Regions from separate parts of the Sus scrofa genome. Here regions 1, 2 and 3 are each linked to region 4. The links are chromatin contacts, called in public HiChIP or PLAC-seq maps. All regions are on one chromosome and are shown on one strand. The core of a region is the stretch at or near the end of the contact, and the rest is flanking DNA. Distances in the headings are between cores, read along the strand shown.

Region 1 (3,058 bases), core at 495-2,994, 200 kb after region 4:
CCCCAGCATCCCCTCCTCCTGTTGCTTAAGACCCCCAATACCATCTCAAGGCCTGACAGCGCTTTTTTGATCCCTCTCAGGCCAGCACTGAATATTTATGTTCCTTCAAAATTTTTATGTTGAAGCCCTAACCCTCAAATGTGACTATATTTAGAGACAGTGACCATGAGGTGATAAAGGTTAAATAAGGTTGTAAGAATGGGGCCCTAATCTAGTAGAGCTGGTGCACCCATAAGAAGAGAAAAAAGGGAGTTCCTGTTGTGGTGCAGCAGAAACCAGTCTGACTAGGAGTCATGTGATTGCAGGTTCAATCGCTAGCCTCGCTCAGTGGGTTAAGGATCCAGTGTTTGCTGTGAGCTGTGGTGAAGGTTGCAGACGTGACTCAGATCTGGTGTTGCTGTGGCTGTGATGTAGGCTGTAGCTCCAACCTGACCCCTAGGCTGGGAACCTCCATATGCCACAGGTTCGGCCCTAAAAAAAAAAAGGAAGAGAAAAAAGACACCAGAGCTCACTCTCTCCACCATGTGAGGACACAGTGAGAAGATGGCCGTTTGCAAGTCAGGAAGAGAGCCTGCACTGGGAACAAACCTTGAATTTAGCCTTCCCAGCCTGCACAATTGTGAGCAAATACGTTTCTGTTGTTTAAGCCACCCAGTCTGTAGTATTTTGTTATGGCAGCTGGTGCTAACTAATACAGTTTTTCTTCTTTGTTCGATAAATGCTCTCTCACACACTTTGTCATTCAGTAAACACGCACCGAGCACCTAGCATTACGTGTGGGATGCTGGGGAAAGGCATTGCTGATGGGCTTCCTGATTTAATGGAATTCCCAGGCTGGCTGAGAGACAGACAATAAGAATGGTAACTCAAGATCAGAGCTGTGGTGGGGACAAGCAGGTGCTAGGGAAGCTGGGAGGGGGCTTCCGACCTGTCTGTGGAGAGGTGGGAAGGGCGTGTCAGAGGGCTTCCTGGAGGAGACAGCTAAGAAAAGGCCTGAGGGAGTGGGGAGCCCCAAGCCCCCAGAAGTGTGGGGGAGCCAGGCTGGGAAAGGGGGATTTGTATTCCAGGGTTTGGGGAAGGTGCGGAGGGCGTCAGAGCCCTCTGGGCTTGGTGAGGAGGTGAACTGGATGAGTGAGACAGAAGCAGGGAGCTCAAGCAGGGGGTCTGGCTAAGCAGGGGTTAGTTAGGAGGGAGTCAAGAACCACGTGGTTGAGCGGTTGTGAAAGTAAGAGAGAGAATAAAAGATGAAACTCAACGCTGCCTCCTCCAAGAAGTCCTCCAGATACCTCTTCTGGGCTCCCCCAGACCGTCATCCTCTTCCCAGTCCTGACCCCATTACAAGAAGCCAGGGACGTCTGTACTCAGCACTGTTACCCCAAGTTTGTAAGCTGCTGAGGGAAGGGCTGGAGCTAGGTGGCCTAGAACAGAACACTGTCTCTCTGGGTCTCAATCGCCCGCTCAGGGAAATGGGGATAGCCTCCGCGGGAGCCCTGGAGCCTGGGGACCAGAGGTGCCCCCGTCTCTGAGCACCCCATCTCCAGCCCTTCCAGATGGGTGGTCCCAGACCCAGCAGCCTCGCGGGGCCCACCCGCACCCCGCCCCTCGGCTCCGCCCGCGCCGCCACTGTTCCTACCTCCTTCCCCCGGCGCCGGCCCGGTCGCGCCTCTGTGACGTCACCGAGGGGGGCCTGCGCTCAGAGCCCCGGGCGGCGCGCGCTGATTATGTCAGAGCTCCGTCGCCATCTTGGTAGAGAAAATACTGCCCTGGTCTCCAGTCCAAGTCCAGGAAGTTAGCCGTTTCTTTGTCTCTTCAGGGAGCGAATATTGTATAAACGCTCCTCCCCTGCGCTTACTTCAGATATTAACAAGTCAGGAGAGAAGATTAAAAGCTACAATCTAAAGCATTGCCTTTACCAAGATGGCCGTTGTCCAGATGAAAAATGGTTCCCTCGGCTTCACACGTGAGTTTAGTGGCCTCAGCCAGGAGTTGCTTGGCCGCCAGGGCGCGCCGGAACCCGCGGTCTACGCGTGGTTGGTTGATCCCCTTATCCAGAGGAAGCCTCTCAGGCAGGCTCTTCGCTGTCGCAGTCGCTTTGTGCTTTGAAGACTCTCATCTAGCCCACATTTTTTTGCCTCCCTTGTGCGAAGCTTAAAGTGGGAGGGAGCAGATTAAAGGGACAGAAATTAAAACACTCTGCGCTTTCCAGGTTCAGAGAACAGAAATTGAATTTGGGAGTTCCCGTCGTGGCGCAGTGGTTAACGAATCCGACTAGGAACCATGAGGTTGCGGGTTCGGTCCCTGCGCTTGCTCAGTGGGTTAACGATCCGGCGTTGCCGTGAGCTGTGGTGTAGGTTGCAGACTCGGCTCGGATCCCGCGTTGCTGTGGCTCTGGCGTAGGCCGGTGGCTACAGCTCCGATTGGATCCCTAGCCTGGGAACCTCCATATGCCGAGGGAGCGGCCCAAGAAATAGCAAAAAAGACAAAAAAAAAAAAAAAAAAAGAAATTGAATTTGACCAAAGTAATGGAAAGACTCAAATTCCTCCGGGACCATTCTCCTGGATTGCTATCACCCCCCCCACCCCGCTTTGTTTTGTTTTGTTTGTTTATGGCAGCGTCCAGGGCATACGGAGATTCCAGGCCAGGGATCAGACTGGCCACACAGCAGTGACCTGAGCCACAGCAGTGACAGTGCTGGATCCTTAACCCGCTGAGTCACCGAGGGAATTCCACATATCTTGCTCTTTTATTTTATTCAGCAATAGGTTTGGGGGGCCTCTTTGTCCAGGGCACCTGTATTTGTGCATTCACTAAGCCTCAGGGTCCTTCTCTGTAAAAATGGTTATATTAGGGGTCTGAGGATGACTGTACTGGGCCTGGCTGTAGGAAGAGAAGCAGGGCATGGATTTGGGGGCAGTTTAGGCAGGACAAGTTGACCACAGAGTTTGTTCTCCCGAAGGCAACCCCAGTGACACCTCAGGGACCTAAATTGGATCCGTGTATCTCCCCTGCTCTCAAGCCCCAAGTGGATCCCTACTGGCCTGCAAGACTGACCTCACC
Region 2 (3,198 bases), core at 548-3,047, 220 kb before region 4:
GCTGTCCAGCGGGCAACGCCTCCAGCAGCTGGTCCGGTCGCTGCAACAGTCGCAGGTGTATTGCCGAACCTCGGGAACCTCCGACGCTGAGCTGACGCCGTAGTGGTCGCGTCACGTCCCACGAGCTCCGAGCCGTCGGGGACAGTCGGAGAAGGGCCCGATGCAGGCGGGAGGCTGCGGGGAGCCCCTCAGTTAAGTTGACGCGAGGGATGCGCAGGTGCAGGTGGCCGCCTGGCCCAAGTCGAACTATAGGAGAGAGGAAAGCCAGTCACTCACGAGAGTATTGTGTGCCGGGCGCGGGGAGGGGTAGGGGAATGCCCATTTCTTCCAACACTCCAAGCTGAATCCCAGATCAGGGCCTTTGCACGAGCTACTTCCTCTACTGGCCATGCTCTTGCTCTGAATCTCTGCATGGCTGATTACACATCCCTCCAGCCTGCCTGAAATAGACACAGTCCTATTTTACTTCGTTGTGTAGCATCTGTCTCCGCCACCAGAATCTCAGCAAGGGTTTCTGTCTGCTTGGTCACCACTGCGCCTGGTACACAGTAGGTGCTTACTTGATACTTGCAGGAATGAATGCATATCTCATCTTTAGACAGACTAAGTGCCTACAAAAGGCCCTGGGGATACAGCAGCTACTGTGTTTTCAACTCTCTGGATCTATCTGAGAAATGAAGGGTACCTGGCTCCCCAGAATTCTCAGACTTCCAGGTTGGTACAGATGTTGGGGACACTGGAGAGACTGAGGTTTGAGGACTCTCAACCCAGTCAATAGGCTCAGAGGGGGAGAGAGGTTTACATGGAGTTCCTCAGCACAAGTGGAATTAGGGCGGGATAAGAACTCTCTGCCTAACACCCTTCCCTCAACCCCTCCCCTCAACCCCTCTCAGTTCTTAAGAGCAGCCCAGATCTTGCGCCCCCTCTGCCCTCTGGAGGCTGGGTGGAGGGCATGAAAATACTCCACTTCTTCCCTAGGGAACCAGTCACGTGCAATTTCAGCAGTGTCTTGGCGCGCGATTGCATCAGATTCGGAACCAGCCCAAGCAGGTTCTGCCCATCTCTACGCACCGTTCTGTCTCCGCCCCCTCTCCTCCCTTCCGCCGGACCCCTGGATCTTACTCCCCTGGAAATCCCCCTACTATCCTTTCCTTACATCCAAGGGCAGGGACCACGGCCCCGCGCCCGACCTTGCGTCTGGGTTCTCCAGGCTCTGTGAGCCTTCAGTAGAGTCGCTGGATCCTCTGGCCTTAGTTTCCCCATCTGCGCCGCGGAAGGTGTTGTAACATCTCAGATTGGCTAAGCCCCGCCTCGTCCTTCTGCAAACCCGGCCGTTACCTCCCCCATCAGCCCCAAGGTGGGACGTAGCTGCTCCGTTCACAGGTAGGGAAACTGAGGCTGGGCCGCTAGCCTTGGGATCTGTGTCTCAGAACAATTGGTGAGATGATGAGTGCTGCCCAGAGTGGGGTCTCCCAATTTTACTCACACTTTGGAGTGACTATCCGGACTTGAGGAGCGGGGATGAGGTTCGGGTTCGAGTCTTCCCAGGTCTGGTTCGCTCGAAGCCGGGTCAGCAAATCTTCGTAGCGTTTCCGCAACTCCCGGAATCTGGAGACATCTGAACTGGAGTGCACGTCTGAGGGTCCCGGTAAAGCTGGGAGGTGCTCCTGGGCCAGAGATAGGGCGCCTCCCGACGGCAGCCAGGAGAGCATCAGCAGCATCAGCAGCGTCGGAGAGCGGCGCGGTGGTGATGGTAGCTGCCCAGGCATGACTCTGACGGTTAAGCACTAAGCTGGGACTGACCGGACGCTGCTGGACCGGCCTTTATAGTCCCCGGACTTTGTCCGCCCCTGCCTGCCTGGTCCCGCCCGCCGTGGGTGCAGAGTAAACACTCCAGGGACCACAACTGGGAGGAGTCTTCGGGTGCTTTTCATGGGGTGGTGCTTTTGATTGGGGGGGGTGATACTAGGTATGCTGGGGAACCCCCCTAAGCTCCACACCAAGCCTCAGTATCCTCTGCTGTGAAATGAGGACATCATCTCAGCTAGGTGGGCTGGCGGAAAGAATAATTTTCTCAGAAAAGATTTATTACTATGTGCTAAACTCCATAGCAAGAGCTTAAGAGGTAGTAGCCTTCTTCCTCCATGGGAGTCCATCTCTCCCCTCTCTGCTTAGGGTCAAAGGCTGAAGATAGTGAAGAACAAAGGAAGTAGAGGGAAAGGGGCCAGAAAGAGCCAGGAAATGCAACCTGGAGTAAGTCACTCCTCTTCATCGCACCTCTATTTCTTCATCTGGAAAATTAGGATTGAGACTTTCCCTGGAGAGAAGGTCAAATGAGGTGTAAAGGACAGGGCCAGGCACATAGCAGGTGCTTGATAAACTGTATGTTTTTGCAGTTCCTCAGCTGAGGAACTCCTATCCATTCCTCAAAACCCTACTCAAAAAGCCCTCCTCCAGGAAGCCTTCTCTGACATTATCTTTTCATGCTCAGCAGAGTGTTTCCAACTCATCCCTTCCTCCAGCCCAGCCCTGACCCCACAGCACTGGGAGTGTGTGTGCTTGGTTCTGTCTGCCCCAGACAGAGCTTCTTGAAGGCTTGGGCAAGGATGAAGGTCCTCTGGGCCCCAATCCCTTAGCTGGGCCCAAAGAGGAGGTGGCAGAAAATTAGGGTGCTGGGGCCTAGGGAAGGGAGGACCGGTGCCAGGTGCAGCCACCAGATGATGGAAGGAAAGGGGGTGTCCCAGAAATACACTTCTCCCTGGGGCACCTAGACCTAGACCTTGCTCTACTGCTCAGGACTCCTGGCCCCAGGCATCATTCCTGGGCCTGTTTCCAGCCCCCTGACTTCAGAGGGGATGGGCAGATGTGCAAGGCAGACTGTGGGTGGGTGTAAAGTGTGACAACAGTGTGTGCAGGCAAGAGATTCAAGGACTTGTTGGGGGTCACACAGCAAGGTTCCCAGGGAAGAACACAGTCCCAGCCTCCTGCATATCCAGGAGTACCCACTTGCTACGTGAGCCCAGTCAAGCCTCTGACACTCCTATCTCAGTCTCAGCCTCTGCAGTGGGGTTTGTCACCCAGTGGGGTTGTCATCCCTGGGGATGCTCTCGGTTTAGTAAACACCCCTGGTCACGCTATCATCCTGACCGTGGCCACTGGGAGGCTGGGCCTCTTGCGCCACCAGCTTGGCATACATAG
Region 3 (2,949 bases), core at 372-2,871, 140 kb after region 4:
GAGTCACAGGGAAAGGGAAGTGCCTACAGGGCCCCTTCCTGCCTCACCCCATGCTGGCTACACCTCAGTTTCCACAGCTGGTCAGCACACCTGGGGGCTGCTGGGACAAGGCTGCAAACCTGCATGCAAAGCATCTGGTGTGTACAGTGCCGGAAAAAAAAAAACAAAAAACAAAAAAAACAAAAAAACGGGTGTGTGGTGGGTACTGCAGGCAGGGAGCCAAGCCTGAGCTGCTTCCTGCCTCCACCCATTTTGCCAGTGGGTACGGTGAGGTCTGCCTTCCCTGAGAGGAGGTGGTCAGGGCAGCCCAGAGAGTCTAGCATCTTCCTCAGCCACACAGTACCATATTGTGACACAGACTTACTCCTTCTGTGGCCCCTGTTCTGCTCCTGACTGGCTGTACAGCCTGAGGGTTGGGATCTCAGGTTCAGGGCAAGGGAAGGCCATGTCCAAGACCTAAGACTGCCAGCCCAAGTCTCCTCCCTGCCTAGGATACAGTCCTACCCTCTCATGTGCAAACACCACCAGAACCCCCAACCCTGTGAAGAGCCCTTCCTTCAAACACTGGGAAAGAGCACTGACAGTACATGAGACAGGGCCCTTCTTTGGGAATCAGAGGTCCCAGGCCTGGGGCTAACGTGGCATCTTGTGATCCAGAAAGGATTTCCCAGCTCCACCCAGGGATTCACCCAGACTCCCATTTAGTGCGTGTGTGGTGGAGGGTGAGGGGGTGGGGTGTCTCCACTGCAAACCTCTAAGTCGAGGTTGTCCGGCTCTGAATGGGGTGCACCCAGATCCTGGGAGGGATTCCTGGGAAAGAGGGTTTAGGAAGTGGGTAGGTGCGTGGATGTCCCGGTAGGAAGGTCCACACCCCGGGGAAGAGGTCTCCACTTCATGAGGAGGATCACCCAACTGCACAGCCTCTAAGTCGAAAGGCTGGCTCCGGAGAGGGGGGCCCACTCCTCGGAAGAAGGTCCCGGGGTATCTTGGCTTGGGGGTGGGGGTTGGAGGGGCTCACCTCGGAGGAGCAGCTGCCGCCGCCGCAAGTACGTCTCGGCAGCCGCGTAGTCGCTGGACACGGCGTTTATACCCACGCTTCGGCCCTCGAGCCAGTGCGTGGCCGCCCAGCCGCGGGCCGCCACCTCGAGCGCTCGCACCCGCAGCGGCGCGGCCGCCTCCAGCAGCACCCGGCCGCACAGCCGCTCCCCGCCGCGGTACGCGCCGCCCGGGCCCCGCGCCAGCTCCAGAACGAAGCTGCGCACGCCCCCCGGGCGCATGGCGCGGGCCGGGGCCCACGGCGGGGAGGACGCGCCCGGCGGGGGCCCGTCGGGCCCGCGGAGGCCGGGCGCGCCGCTGGGGAGCGTCTGCAGGCCTCCCAGGTCTCAGCGCTGGTCCTTGCCGCCGCCGCCTCCGGGTGCCCCCCAAGCTTTCTCCTCCTTCTACGAACTTGTGCGGGCGCCGCCGGCCGGCGCGGAGTTGGCTGACTTCCTGATTCTCCGCGTCCGCCTCGTGACGCGCCCGGGCCTCAGGGGACCTGCCGCCGGCGTGCTGGCGCGGCTGACTTTGCTACCCCTCAGCGCCGGGCGGGCCCTGCTTTCGCAGGGTAGGCGCTGTTGAGTCAGAGGCGGGCGGGGGCGGATGTGGATGGCGTGGTGCTACCCGGCTGTCTTGTGTTCTCATTCGTCCCCTACCCGGCACCTTTGGACCGGGCGCCGCCCCAGCCTCCTCCCTGGTCTCCCTGCCACCATCTGGTTGTTCCCCAGACACACCAAACTCGGATCTTGGCTCTTGGCCTTTGCACTGGTTGTTTTGTTACTTGGAACGCCCTTCTCCAATGTACCCACCCTCGCCCAAATGTCACCTCCTCAGAGTCATGCTATGGGCTTATTTCTTTATGATTCTGGTCGCTGTGTTTGCAACTGCTGTGTGTTTACTGTGCTTCCTCCATCAGCCTGAGTGCTCCCAGGGGTGAGCCTTGTGCCCTATTCTCTGGCACCTGATCTTACAGAAGAAACTGAGGCTCCCAGAAGGGCAACCACTGGCCAGAAGCACCCAGCGGTGGCACAGTCTGGCTTGAACCCATGTCTGACCACTCACCACTGACACCTCCCCAGACACTCTTACTCTTGGGCCCATCCTATCATCCCCAAACAGATGGCCCCTGGCCTTATCAGAGGCTGCCAGCGCCTGGGCTCTCAGCTGGGCCCAGATTAGCCTCCCTCTCCACCCAGGGCCCAGCATCTGCCAAGTGCCTGGCACCCCAACCCGACTCCAGCATTCTGAGCCCAAGGCCTGAGGGGACCTGATTCTACTTGTTTGGAAACTTCCTCTCCATCCTACCCCAGGAGGTCCTCTCTCACCCCAGGATCACACCACTCTTCTCCCCATGGAGAGCCCTCCACCAATTCCTCTTGACCTGTAGAACCCCCAATTTAATCCCTGGCTCCCCATCTCCCTCATTCGGTAAGTGGCTTCACTTCTCTGAGTCTCCCGGTCCAATTATGGTCAGGTCCTGAAGACTGGATGGCCCTCCTTACTCATGTACTTACTGGAGCCTGGCTCATAGTGGGTGCTCCAGCAAAGCCAGATGGAAGGACCTCCCGATTATCTGCTGCCTCCTGCAGGCCAGGCCATGCCCTCCACTTATTTATTTATTTACTCATATTTTTTAGGGCCACACCCACGACATATGGAAGTTCCATATGGAGTCAAATTGGAGCTGCATCTGCCAGCCTATATACCACAGCCACAGCCACAGCAATGCCAGATCTGAGCTGTGGCTGCAACCTATGACGTGGCAATGCTGGATCCTTAACCCACTGAGCAAGGCCTGGGATTGAACCTGCATCCTCAGGGATGCTATTTGGGTTCTTAACCTACTAAGCCACAGGAAGAACTCCTGGGCCATGCCCTCTGGAGGGGCCTCCTACTGGGGCCAGGTGGGACTGA
Region 4 (3,137 bases), core at 148-2,647:
CTGGCCGAGTGCCCCCAGTTTCCCTGGTGCCCACACACCTGGGCGTTTCCATAGGGTACCAGTGTGACATTGAGGATTTCCCAGACCATCAGCCACGTGGGGAAGAGCTCTCGGACTAGGAAGTACCGGCAGCCATTGCACAGCGACTCATAGTAGAGGTTCACGTTGACAGGTGGAGGGTCAGACTTCCCCACGGGTCTCTGCAGGCATGGCTCACCGGCCTGCGTGGGAGAAAGGGGTGTGAAATCAAACGAAGTCCTGCTTGGTTCTCTTGCAGAAAAAGAGCTGCAAACAGGAAGTGATACACTCCTTCCAGACCTTGCCAGATGGAATCCTGACTTAAAGGCTTCACAGCATCCCTAAATCTTCCTAAATCTCAGTCTGTCTGCAAAATGGATGTGAAAAAGATTCGAAAACAGTAGGCAGTTCATGTATGCACAAGTCTTGCTTTCCTCCAGGTTAGGTGAAACTCCCCACGCGGGGGGACTGCAAGCAGTAAGAATTCAAGGCATGCTCACTTCTGATCCCTGCCGTCAATCCTGCCTTCTGAGCGGTGCGTACCGCGAAAGCATGCTCATTTGTCACTTCATCCCCAGAGCCCTGGCCGGGAGCTGAGCGAGCGTCTATACCCGCGCTGACTCCTTTTTAAATTCTTCCTCTCAGCGGGCTCACTGAACCCCTCCCAAGGCTACTGCAGAGGCGGCGCCTAATAGGTGCTGACTTCCGGCTACAGCTGAGGGGTGGCGGTCGCCCGCGTCTGTGAGCAAGTCGCTCAGACTCCGGGGCATCTGCTTCCTCCGCACCAGAAACACGCGAGCTCCTCCCGGGAGCCCCTGACGAATGCGGGTGGGCGCTTAGGTAATCCGGGCTTCCCCTGGGCTGAAAGAGAGATTCTGATTCCCGCTCCAGAGGTACACAGTAGGTGCTCAATGCACCCTGGGATGGGGTGGGGGAATTGCGGGGGGTGGGTGGGGGAATTGCGGGGGGATGGGTGGGGGATAGCTGAGCGACTCAGATTTCAGAAGGAAGCGAAAGAGAAAGGAAAGTGTGACCAGCGAGGCGGGGTGTTTTTTGAGGGGGTCAGTACCGATCCGAGAAGCACCTTCCCGAGCCCGGTCGACTCCGCCGAAGTCTGGGGAGAGGGGAGGAGCCGCCGGCCCCCTACTGGGGCGCCAGTCCCCGCTGTCCCTCCCGCCGAGTAGCCGTCCCTACCTTGCAGGGGGCCGCCCCCTGGAGGAGTGACTGCAGCGGGGACGCCGGCGCTGCCGCGGGGACCTCCAGCAGCAGCAGCAGCAGCAGAGGCAGGAACGGCAGGAGAGGCGACGAGGCCATCACGACGGAGGGGCCAACGTACGACGGCAGAAGCAGCTGCCCCGGGAAAGAGCCGCCTTTAAGCCGGCGGTGGCCCAGCCCCCCTGCCGAACCCGCCCCCTGGTGCCCACGCCCCTCGGGGGCCCGGGCGGCGTCTCTAAGCATCTCGACTTCTCTCTCTCTTTCCTTCTTTCTCTTTCTCTCTTTCTTCTCTCCTCTCTCTCCCTCTCTGGGTGTACCTTTTCCACCTGAGCTCCACCCTACCCCCACCCCCACCAGGTGCTGGGCCCCCAGTCGCATGGACCATGAGCTGCTCTTCGATCTCCCCCGTCCCTTTCCCGCAATCAGCCCCGACCAGCCGTGTGAGGCTTGAGCATCTTGAGCAGAGGTGAGGTGGGGGCTTAGAGACAGAGACACAGCAAGACCGAGAGTTAGGAGGGCCACTCTGGGCCCAGGGATCCCTCTTGGGGGCGGCCAGGTTGACCTAGCCCCGCCCCGCCTCCCTAGCCCAGAGACCCTGCCTTCCCACCCTGTGCTCTGATGTGGGTGGGGGTGGCCGATCCTCTGCCTGAGAGTGGGCAGGGGCTGCCGCATCCCCGTTCCCTCCCTCTAGCCTGGCCCAGGACCCTTCTTCCCAACTTTCTCCCCCTCCCCCTCTCAGGCTCCCCAGCCCTGAAGCTCCAGATCCAACAGCGTGGTCCCGTGAGGCTGACTCAGGCTTGGCCACAGCTGGGCCAGAAAGCAGAAGCCAGAGCAGGGAGGGGCACCTCCCTTCTCTTGGTCCCCCACTCCTGGCTTGGGGGTGGGAGAGAAAAAAATCTGGCATTTCTTCTTTCTATCCTCCAGGGCTTGGGGAGAGCAGGCCATCCCTCCTTTCAGCCAGCTCCCTTGCTGGAGGAGAAGCCGAGTCGGAGCAGTCATAACTGAAAGCCTATAGTGTGTACATGGGGTGGGGGTGAGGGATCAGCCCGTGGAAGACCCAGGATGGCAGGAATCAGCCAGAGCCAGGTTTGCCCTGGGACTGTGCTGGGCACCTCAAGTGGTGGAGCCTCAACTTCCCCTTCTGTAAAATGGGAGAAGTGAGGTTTGGGAAATAAAGCTACCAGAGGGAGAGTTGCCCCAGGCTGCGGGTAGAGGTGGCACATCTGGGTTTGTAAGCCTGGGAAGGTGTGGACAGGACAGCAGTGTGGGAGGGAGGAAAGAATGGCCCAGATAGGAGTTCCCATCGTGGCTCAGTGGTTAACAAATCCAACTAGGAACCATGAGGTTGCGGATTCGATCCCTGGCCTTGCTCAGTGGGTTAAGGATCCAGCGTTGCCATGAGCTGTGGTGTAGGTCGCAGACCTGGCTTGGATCTGGTGTTGCTGTGGCTCTGGCGCAGGCCGGCAGCTACAGCTCCGATTAGACCCCTAGCCTGGGAACTTCCATATGCCGTGGGTGCAGCCCCAGAAATGGCAAAAAGACAAAAAGATTAAAAAAAAAACAAACAAAAAAAAAACAGTCCAGATAAAGGCGAGAAGGCTGGGAGTGTCAGGGAAGTAACTGAGACATTCAGACTTTGTAGGGCCTTGACGGGACAAGGGTCTGGATTGCACGGGAGGAAACACCCATCCCTGGCCCAGAAAACAGCCCAGTCCCCCAGCCTCCCTAGCCTGGTCCCTTCCAGTTCTGGGGAAACCCCAGCCTGCATGGCCACATTCATGGAAGCTGGGGTTCCCCTGAAGTCCCCAATAGCTGGACAATCCCCCATCTGACCTTTTGGAGCCATTCACAAAACCCATTTCCTTTGTAGAAGCTTCTGCAAGACTAAGTAACCCCGCTTGGGG

The links. HiChIP or PLAC-seq counts read pairs in DNA pulled down with a chosen protein or histone mark.
Region 1: a contact with region 4 is called in an H3K27ac HiChIP or PLAC-seq map of alveolar macrophages. The contact joins the promoter of CCDC124 here to the promoter of IFI30 in region 4. A contact is called at or near these places in 2 of 47 Hi-C or Micro-C datasets (blood and retroperitoneal adipose tissue) and 2 of 2 datasets of contacts at active chromatin or transcription factors (alveolar macrophages and skeletal muscle).
Region 2: an H3K27ac HiChIP or PLAC-seq map of alveolar macrophages shows a contact between it and region 4. The contact joins the promoter of GDF15 here to the promoter of IFI30 in region 4. A contact is called at or near these places in 1 of 47 Hi-C or Micro-C datasets (embryonic fibroblasts) and 1 of 2 datasets of contacts at active chromatin or transcription factors (alveolar macrophages).
Region 3: a contact with region 4 is called in an H3K27ac HiChIP or PLAC-seq map of alveolar macrophages. The contact joins the promoter of ARRDC2 here to the promoter of IFI30 in region 4. A contact is called at or near these places in 1 of 5 promoter capture datasets (liver), 4 of 47 Hi-C or Micro-C datasets (blood, embryonic fibroblasts, fetal liver and 1 more) and 1 of 2 datasets of contacts at active chromatin or transcription factors (alveolar macrophages).

The regions. Positions count from the first base shown.
Region 1 is chr2:59,829,817-59,832,874 of Sscrofa11.1, forward strand. It overlaps CCDC124 (coiled-coil domain-containing protein 124), which reads right to left and starts at 1,745. Exons shown (of 5, transcript XM_005654904.3): 1 at 1,634-1,745.
Region 2 is chr2:59,409,559-59,412,756 of Sscrofa11.1, forward strand. It overlaps GDF15 (growth differentiation factor 15), which reads right to left and starts at 1,798. Exons shown (of 2, transcript NM_001174056.1): 1 at 1,487-1,798; 2 at 1-246. The coding sequence starts at 1,769.
Region 3 is chr2:59,776,879-59,779,827 of Sscrofa11.1, forward strand. It overlaps ARRDC2 (arrestin domain-containing protein 2), which reads right to left and starts at 1,622. Exons shown (of 8, transcript XM_003123504.4): 1 at 1,019-1,622. The coding sequence starts at 1,277.
Region 4 is chr2:59,632,317-59,635,453 of Sscrofa11.1, forward strand. IFI30 (IFI30, lysosomal thiol reductase) reads right to left here and starts at 1,398. Exons shown (of 7, transcript NM_001131046.1): 1 at 1,213-1,398; 2 at 39-221. The coding sequence starts at 1,332. It overlaps LOC106507303 (a long non-coding RNA gene), which reads left to right and starts at 459. Exons shown (of 2, transcript XR_002341594.1): 1 at 459-858; 2 at 1,220-3,137.